Linked DNA regions of Pan troglodytes: region 2 is linked to region 1. The links are chromatin contacts, called in public HiChIP or PLAC-seq maps. All regions are on one chromosome and are shown on one strand. Each heading gives the region's core, a stretch centred on a gene start, on an enhancer-like site or on the middle of the called end of the contact. The rest is flanking DNA. Distances are from core to core; before and after follow the strand shown. Region 1 holds the start of DDHD2 (DDHD domain containing 2). Region 2 holds the start of NSD3 (nuclear receptor binding SET domain protein 3).

Evidence for each region. HiChIP or PLAC-seq counts read pairs in DNA pulled down with a chosen protein or histone mark.
Region 2: a contact with region 1 is called in an H3K4me3 HiChIP or PLAC-seq map of stem cell-derived excitatory neurons, with 2.4 times the contacts expected there. The contact joins the promoter of NSD3 here to the promoter of DDHD2 in region 1. A contact is called at or near these places in 1 of 7 Hi-C or Micro-C datasets (stem cell-derived neural progenitor cells), 1 of 1 datasets of contacts at active chromatin or transcription factors (stem cell-derived excitatory neurons) and 1 of 1 other capture datasets (stem cell-derived neural stem cells).

Annotation. Positions count from the first base shown.
Region 1 is chr7:46,630,265-46,634,114 of NHGRI_mPanTro3-v2.0_pri, forward strand. DDHD2 (DDHD domain containing 2) reads left to right here and starts at 1,744. Exons shown (of 17, transcript XM_063817021.1): 1 at 1,744-2,294; 2 at 3,410-3,637. The coding sequence starts at 3,418.
Region 2 is chr7:46,781,353-46,784,971 of NHGRI_mPanTro3-v2.0_pri, forward strand. It overlaps NSD3 (nuclear receptor binding SET domain protein 3), which reads right to left and starts at 2,037. Exons shown (of 24, transcript XM_519713.8): 1 at 830-2,037.

The sequences.
Region 1 (3,850 bases), core at 494-2,993:
ACAAAGTGCAAGACAGAAAAATGGATTTTAATAGTATCAGAATATGTAAAGTTTACTGATATATTTTCAAACTGCACATTGCAATCCACTTTTTTTTGAGACAGCCCTCCAAATTTGAGAACAGCTGGTATAGAGGCTACAACAGGATTTGAAGATAGAAAACCTAAATTCAAGTTCCAGTTCTGTCACTTACCTGACTGATTTTAGACAAGTTACTTAGGTGCAGGCTCTGAAGTCACACTGTGTGGGTTCGTGATTTTAGCTCCACCCCTTGCTAAATCGGCCTGCCTGGGCCTCCCAAAGTGCTGAGATTAACAGGCGTGAGCCGCTGTGCCCGGCCTTGCAGAAGCTATTCTAAGTGTAATAAATTTGAAGGGAAGGTGTTAACTTGGGGATATTTGTGTGTGGCTGTTAATTTGCAAAGAGAATAAATGTGTTATTAAAAATTGTTTTCTTTTTCTGTTTGTGAAGAAATAACAAAACTGAAATAGGCCGGGCAAGGTGGCTCACGCCTGTAATCCCAGCACTTTGGGAGGCCGAGGCGGGTGGATCACGAGGTCAAGAGATCAAGACCATCCTGGCCAACACGGTGAAACCCCATCTCTACTAAAAATACAAAAATTAGCTGGGCGCGGTGGCGCATGCCTATAATCCCAGCTATTCCGGAGGCTGAGGCAGGAGAATCGCTTGAATCTGGGAGGCGGAGGTTGCAGTGAGCCGAGATCGTGCTACTGCACTCCAGCCGGGTGACATAGTGAGACTCCGTCTCAAAAAACAAACAAACAAAAAAAAAAAACAACCAAAAACCAAAAACACAAAAACTGAAAAAAAAAAAAATGCCCTATAATCTAGTTAGAATATAGGAAAATATCTTTTTAAATACCAAAAGGTATTAAAATGAAATACTAAGGAGAGTCGGGCAGGGCCTGTACTCGACCTCATGACTGCGGGAAATTTCTCTTTTTTTCTTTTTTTGAGATGGAGTCTCCCTCTGTTGCCCAGGCTGGAGTGCAGTGGCTGCGATCTTGGCCCACTGCAACCTCCGCCTCCCGGGTTCAAGTGATCCTCCCACCTCAGCCTCCCAAGCAGCTGGAATTACAGGCGCGAGCCACCACCCCCGGCTAATTTTTATATTTTTAGTAGAGATGGCGTTTCACCATGTTGGCCAGGCTGGTCTTGAACTCCTGGCCTCCCAAAGTGTTGGGATTACAGGCGTGAGCCACTGCGTCCAGCCCCTTTCAACTTTTCACCTCAGTTATGTCTTCCTGTTTGGACAGCAGTATCTCATCTCCAACCTCCCTGGCATCTTTTAAATCCTGTTAAGGTTGCCTCTACAAAACAAAACAAAACAAAATTATTAATTTTATTGTTTGTTTAGAGACTAGTGTCGCAGTGTTACCCAGGCTGGAGTGCACTGGCGCCATCTGGGCTCATGCAGCTGGCACCAATGGGCTGGGGCGCTCCTTCAGCCTCAGCCTCCTGAGTAGCTCAGACCCAGGCGCTGACACCACGCCCGACACCTCTACATTTTTTAGGGATACCTTTTTGGTAACCTCTAAATCATAATAAATGCACGGAGGACGGGCCAAAGCCTTTTTTCCTGGCAAATGCTAGTGACACCCGTTCTCAGCACCCAGAAACAGAGGCCAGGAGCGGGGCGGCTGGACTGCGCCCTCCGCCCTACTCCGCTAATCCCGGGGCCGCGCAGTCCCTGCGTCCGGTGATCACCGCGCTGCTCCTGGCGCACTAGTAGGGTCTGCAGCGTATCCCGAGGATCATTCCGACTTTCCCGCCCCGTACGTGAGGGGCCGCCTTGAAGCCTCTTCCGCCACGGACACTCGAAACTGATCTTGAAGCCCCTGCCGTCACGGATACTAGAAACTGATCTCGAAGCCCCTTCCGCCACGGACACTCGAAACTCTCCCCTACTGTTAGACCTCAGCAGCCAGCAGCCCGCCGCCCGGCGCTGCAGCTCCCTGCCCGCAGGAGCCACGTCTCGCGCGACTCCCCCCACCTCTCGCGACACTTGCCGCCCGTGCCCTGCGGCCCTGCAAGCCCCACCCGCGGTCGCGCGCCGCGCTCCCCGCCGCCTCAGCTTTTCGCTCGGCATCCGTGCCCGCTACTCGCCCACTGGGAGCGCCGTGGCGCCTGGTGTTCGGCGCGAGCCCGGCGGGGCTGCAGGTTCCGCCCTGCTCCTCCGCGCCCCGCCCGGGCTGGGGTAAAGGCCGCGGCCGGGCCATGCAGTGTCCTCCTCAGGGAGGGCAGGAGAGCCTGAGGAGTGGCGGGGCCGCCAGGTGAGACCGCGTCGGGCGGGCGGCTGGACCGAGGGAGGCCCGGCTGGGTGCAGGTGGGCGGCGCAGCGCTGCGGGGCCGGGATGCGGGGCGGGGGAACCTCGGCTCCCGGGAAGCCCCGAGCCTGGGGGAACCCTGGGCACCCTGTGAACCCTGTGGTCTGCACTGGCTGCCCTGCTGCTGTCGCGGGGTTGCGGGCGGACGACCTGAGCCCGAGCTCCGAGGGCCCGGAGTGGGGCGCCAGGGCCTAGGGTCGCGGGGGCCAGGGGCGCGCCAGGGTGGCTGAGGTAAGTCTGTGTGGGGAAAAGGACAATGGAGCCGAAAGCCGGCGTCTGCCGTCCCGTCGGGCCCGCGCGAGATGCCCTCCTGCCCCCCGCCCTACGAGGCAGCTTAGAAGTGTCCTTCTGGTGCCTGCGGCGCTGATCGTTGCCGAGTGGAAGGAGTGTTGGAGAGGTAGAAACAGCTGGTCAGAGCCGCCTCTGCGGGAGGAGGCTTTTGAGGTCGCTTACCTTTCATCTGAGATTCTGGCTATGGGAGTGGGCGTGCGTGTGCGCACCGTGGCCCCAGGCGAGGTTTCGTCTTTTCCCAATTTGTACCACCACCCATTAAGCGACTTCAAGGATCCATCAAAAATGATTGGTTCCTAAGCGAACAGTTTTATTTTTTGTATTTTAAGATTCCATTAGTTGTGTAATGGTAGGGGCCTGGAGCCCAAAACCTTGGCGTTACTAGGACAGGGCATGACCCAGCTGACTTGGAGTAAATTTTCTGCCTTTAACTACATTTAGATTGGAAATTAGGGTAAAATGTTTTTGTTGCAATCTAGTTTCGAGCATGTGGTCCTGTGATTCTGGGTTTGTTTTATAACTTATGGACTGAGTAAAATTACCCAGTTTTCTGAGAGAATTGAGAATTCTGTGCAATGGTTGATCTAATAGAAGCATTTTATTTAAAGCTTCCACCCATCCAGTTGCTAATTTATGTTATTTGTCTTTTAAATTATGTAGATTTTGTTGTTGTTGTTGCAGAAATGGGTCCATAAAATGATTAGTTTTGTGCGTGTGCGAACAGTTACACAGTTAAGATCATTTTCCTGATAGTTTTCTTTTGTCTTTAGAGAGCGAAATGTCATCAGTGCAGTCACAACAGGAGCAGTTGTCCCAGTCAGATCCATCTCCGTCACCAAACTCATGTAGTTCCTTTGAGCTAATAGACATGGATGCTGGCAGCTTGTATGAACCAGTTTCTCCCCATTGGTTTTATTGTAAGATAATAGATTCTAAGGAGACATGGATTCCTTTCAACTCTGAGGATTCACAGCAGCTGGAAGAGGCATATAGCTCTGGTAGGTGAAAATTATGACTTGGAATAGACAAAGACTCTCCCCTCTTCAAACTATAATATAATGGTCCTTATAGTGAGTGCTATGAAAACCAAATTTTAGATTTTTCCAGTTACATAATTTCTTACAGCATTTTATATAGAACTTCTGCACTAATACCTAGCCAATCAATAATATTCAAGAATTTGGTCTGTATTTTGAAAACAGTATCTATCA
Region 2 (3,619 bases), core at 787-3,286, 150 kb after region 1:
ATCGCCTTCTCCCTCAAAACAGTAAAACCCACACCTCCCCATTTCACAACAATCACAATCCCATAACCACCAGCTTCTCTATTCTCTAGCCTTGAAAGAAAGACACAGAATACACACAAATACAGGAACAAAAGGCCTCCCTTCCTAACACTTTAACGACCTCCATCCCCTTCTCTTCCTCCCACTCTGACGCTAAGTCGATCGTTCTCATCCCTGTCATCATTCAGTTAATTTCCTTCCCTAGCCCAATCCTGTCTTCCAGTTTCCTGCGTCTATTTCCCATCCTCCTATTGCAGCCTGCCTCATCCCCTTTCCTAATCCACCTTTTCCTTCACTTCCATTCCTCATTTCTCCCTTCATTCCCATAAAATGCCCCATTTCTCCAGCAAATTTATCCCCTTCTCCCAGACTCTTCTGGTTCCTACACTCCATCCCCAAACCTCCCTATTTATCAGTCCACCCAGGTCTCTAATCTCCATGCAACTCTTCTCCCCTTTCCCTGCCCCTCCCCGATCCATCCTTATCCCCGCCCCCATCCCACTTTCCCAATTCCCAGCTCAGCGCCACTCCGACTCCCATCCCACTCCCACCTCCCCTGCCCCACCCCCCAATTCCCTCCACACCCCCCACCTTGCCATCTGCTCCTCCGTCAGGACTCCCCTCGAGCCCTTTCAGGCCACCCGCTTCCCCTTCCATTCCTCCTGGGGTCTGGCGCTCCATCCCTAGGTCGCCCCCTCCCCGTCGTTCCCTCCTCAGCCCTTCCTAGCACTACACACGCGCGCGCGCGCGCGCACACACACACACATACACACACGCACACGCACTTTACCTTCAGTTTGTTCCATTCTAACCCCCCGGCCGTGTCAGTGCGATCACAGGAGAGACACGGAGGCCCGGAGTGGGGCTGGGGTGCGGGCAGCCGCTGGGGCCGCGCGGGGAGGAGGCGGAACCGAGCTAGGCCGCATGAAATCCCCGGGCTAGATTTTCCCCGCGCCGGACGCCTCTGCCATGGCGGCCGGCACTGAGGAGGGCCACGGCCGGGCCGGGCCGGGCGTGCTGCGGGAAGAGGAAGGCTCGGGAGGTGGGATGGGAAGGGGAGGCCGAGGGACGGGGGTCGCCGCGCCGCCGCTGCTGCCAGAGAGGAGCCTGCGGCTGGCAGCCCGGCCTGGGTAGCACGGTCCTCGGCGCTCGGCTCGGAATTCGCACGCCTCTCCGCGGCGACCTGTGCACAGCCCCCTCGGCCTCCGCCTCCGTGCTGGCCGCCGCCGCCGCCTCTCCCGCCGCCGCCGCGCACAAAGCCCCCCCACCCCGACTCTCGGGGCGCCGCCGCCGCCAAATCCTCAGCCCCTCATTGGCCGCGGGCCGCGGCGCCTGCCGGGAAATGCAGTCCCGGGTTCGGGACGCTGGGGCTCCGGAGGAAGCGGCGAGTCAGCGGGGCGGAGGGGGCGGGAGCGCGAACCAGGAACGCCCGCGGCAGCTAGCGTCTGGACGACTAGGGAGACGGGGCGAGAGAGCCGAGGGACGAGGGACGGGGAGGGACTGTACGTGGGAGAGTGACACACAAAACACCCCGGGAAGCCGGAGGAGGCGTGGAAAGGTGGGGCCCGGGAGGTAAAACTGGGCTCGGCGCGTTCAGTGAGGCTGATTAAAGAACAACGCGCAACCAGCGCCATACGGCGCTCCTCAGGGTGACTCGGCTCTCTAGCTCCTAAGGGTTAGAAGCGACCCTCGCACGGTCCCCGGTGGGTGACCGCGCGAGGGCGGGGCAGTCCAGGCGACCCCTCGGCCGTCTCCCGTCCTACGGCTGTCAGGGAAGGGCTCCGGTTCCAGTAGGGTCTGCATTTGGAAAGCCGGGGGCGATGCAAGACCGCCTTGGCGTCGTCTCCCTCTCAGCCCTGGCTGAGTTGTCGGATGGTCCCCCTCCCCCGGTTGCAAGCAGTAGGAGGCCCGGCCGGCGGCGCCGGCTCGCCGAGGGAGCGCCTCGACCTCCCCAGCAGGCGCCGGCCCCGCGCGCCTCTTCCTGCTCTGCTGCGGCCCGGAGGCTTGTGGGTAACCGGGAGGACGACGTCAGCGCCCGCCGCATCCCCGGGTGCCCCCCAGCCGCGGGGGACCGCGACGGCTCCGTGACCGTCACGTGCCGGAGGCCGCGGCCGCTCGCGGCCAGACCTTCGCATCGAGGGACGTGAGGGACATTTGTCCTAGAGGGCCCAGATAAGAACGAGAGGAAGAACCGGGAGGCAACTCTCCGTCATCCTCTAGCCCCCCGCATCCTAGGAAACATATGGGAAACAATGGAAGGTTAAGTGTGTGCACAGTGATCTAGCCCTGCAGGAGTGTGCCGACCAGGTGATATTTCCTGGGGCCTGGTGATAAGGATTTGGAAGGTTACAGCACAGAGACGTGAACGTAAAAAGGAAACAGAGGCAGCAAGCAAATGAGGAAACCGATACTCTGTTCTGAGAATAAAGCCATTTTACCGCTAGACGTCATACTCTGTAGACGTTATAGTGCTGGATGTCTTTGGTAGTATTACAAGAAATTAGATATCTCTATCTTTAAATATCACTTAAGGAAATTAAATGATTTCTACAGATCAGTTATTTAAAAGGGCACTAATTATGAACTATTTTTTTTAAACGTAACCCGGTTAATACTAGATACGGAGAATTATCAATATTGGCCGGGCGCGGTGGCTCACGCCTGTAATCCCAGCACTTTGGGAGGCCGAGGCAGGCGGATCACGAGGTCCGGAAATCGAGACCATCCTGGCTAAGACGGTGAAACCCCGTCTCTACTAAAAATACAAAAAAGTAGCCCGGCGTGGTGGCGGGCGCCTGTAGTCCCAGCTACTCAGGAGGCTGAGGCAGGAGAATGGCGTGAACCCGGGAGGCGGAGCTGGCAGTGAGCCGAGATCGCGCCACTGCACTCCAGCCTGGGCGACACAGCGAGGCTATGTCTCAAAAAAAAAAAAATTCTCATTACTATTAATCATTAAATATTTTTAAACGTATGCTTTAAGTAGTACCACAAGTTACAGCTATCAGTAAAAGCATACTTTTTATTTGTGATATGCCATTTTAAAACACAGATGGCCAAAGCGGGCCACCAAGTCTAGCTTAATTCTATCTCCAGGAAAGAGGGATTAAATTGGTCTTTTTTTTTTTTCTATGAGCCTTTCTACCTCCATTCTTCTTTTTCTTCCTCCTGTGTCTTCCTTGCTTTGTTGATAAACTGTTGCCTTGACCCGGCACCTGGGTTTCTCCCTTGAGGAGAATCTAGTAAATTGTCCCCAGGGATCTTATATTAGCCTGTTTCTAATAGCTATGCTGACAGCAAGAGTTTAAAATTGGAGTTATGTGAAGTAGATGCATAGTCTTTTCCTGCAAAACATTACAAAATACAGTTAGTATACTTGATCTGGTGGCATATTTAGGAAAATGGCCATTAAAAATAATAGTTTACATTTTCAGTATCTAACATCTTCTGAGGTTTAGACGATGCTTACTGTTCGCCATAGAAAATGAGCAAGGAGCTCATTAAGACAGCAATCTAACACAATTCTCAGGGCCAGAGTCATGGAGGAAAAAATATTTTTTAAAAAATTTCTCTTCTGAAGATT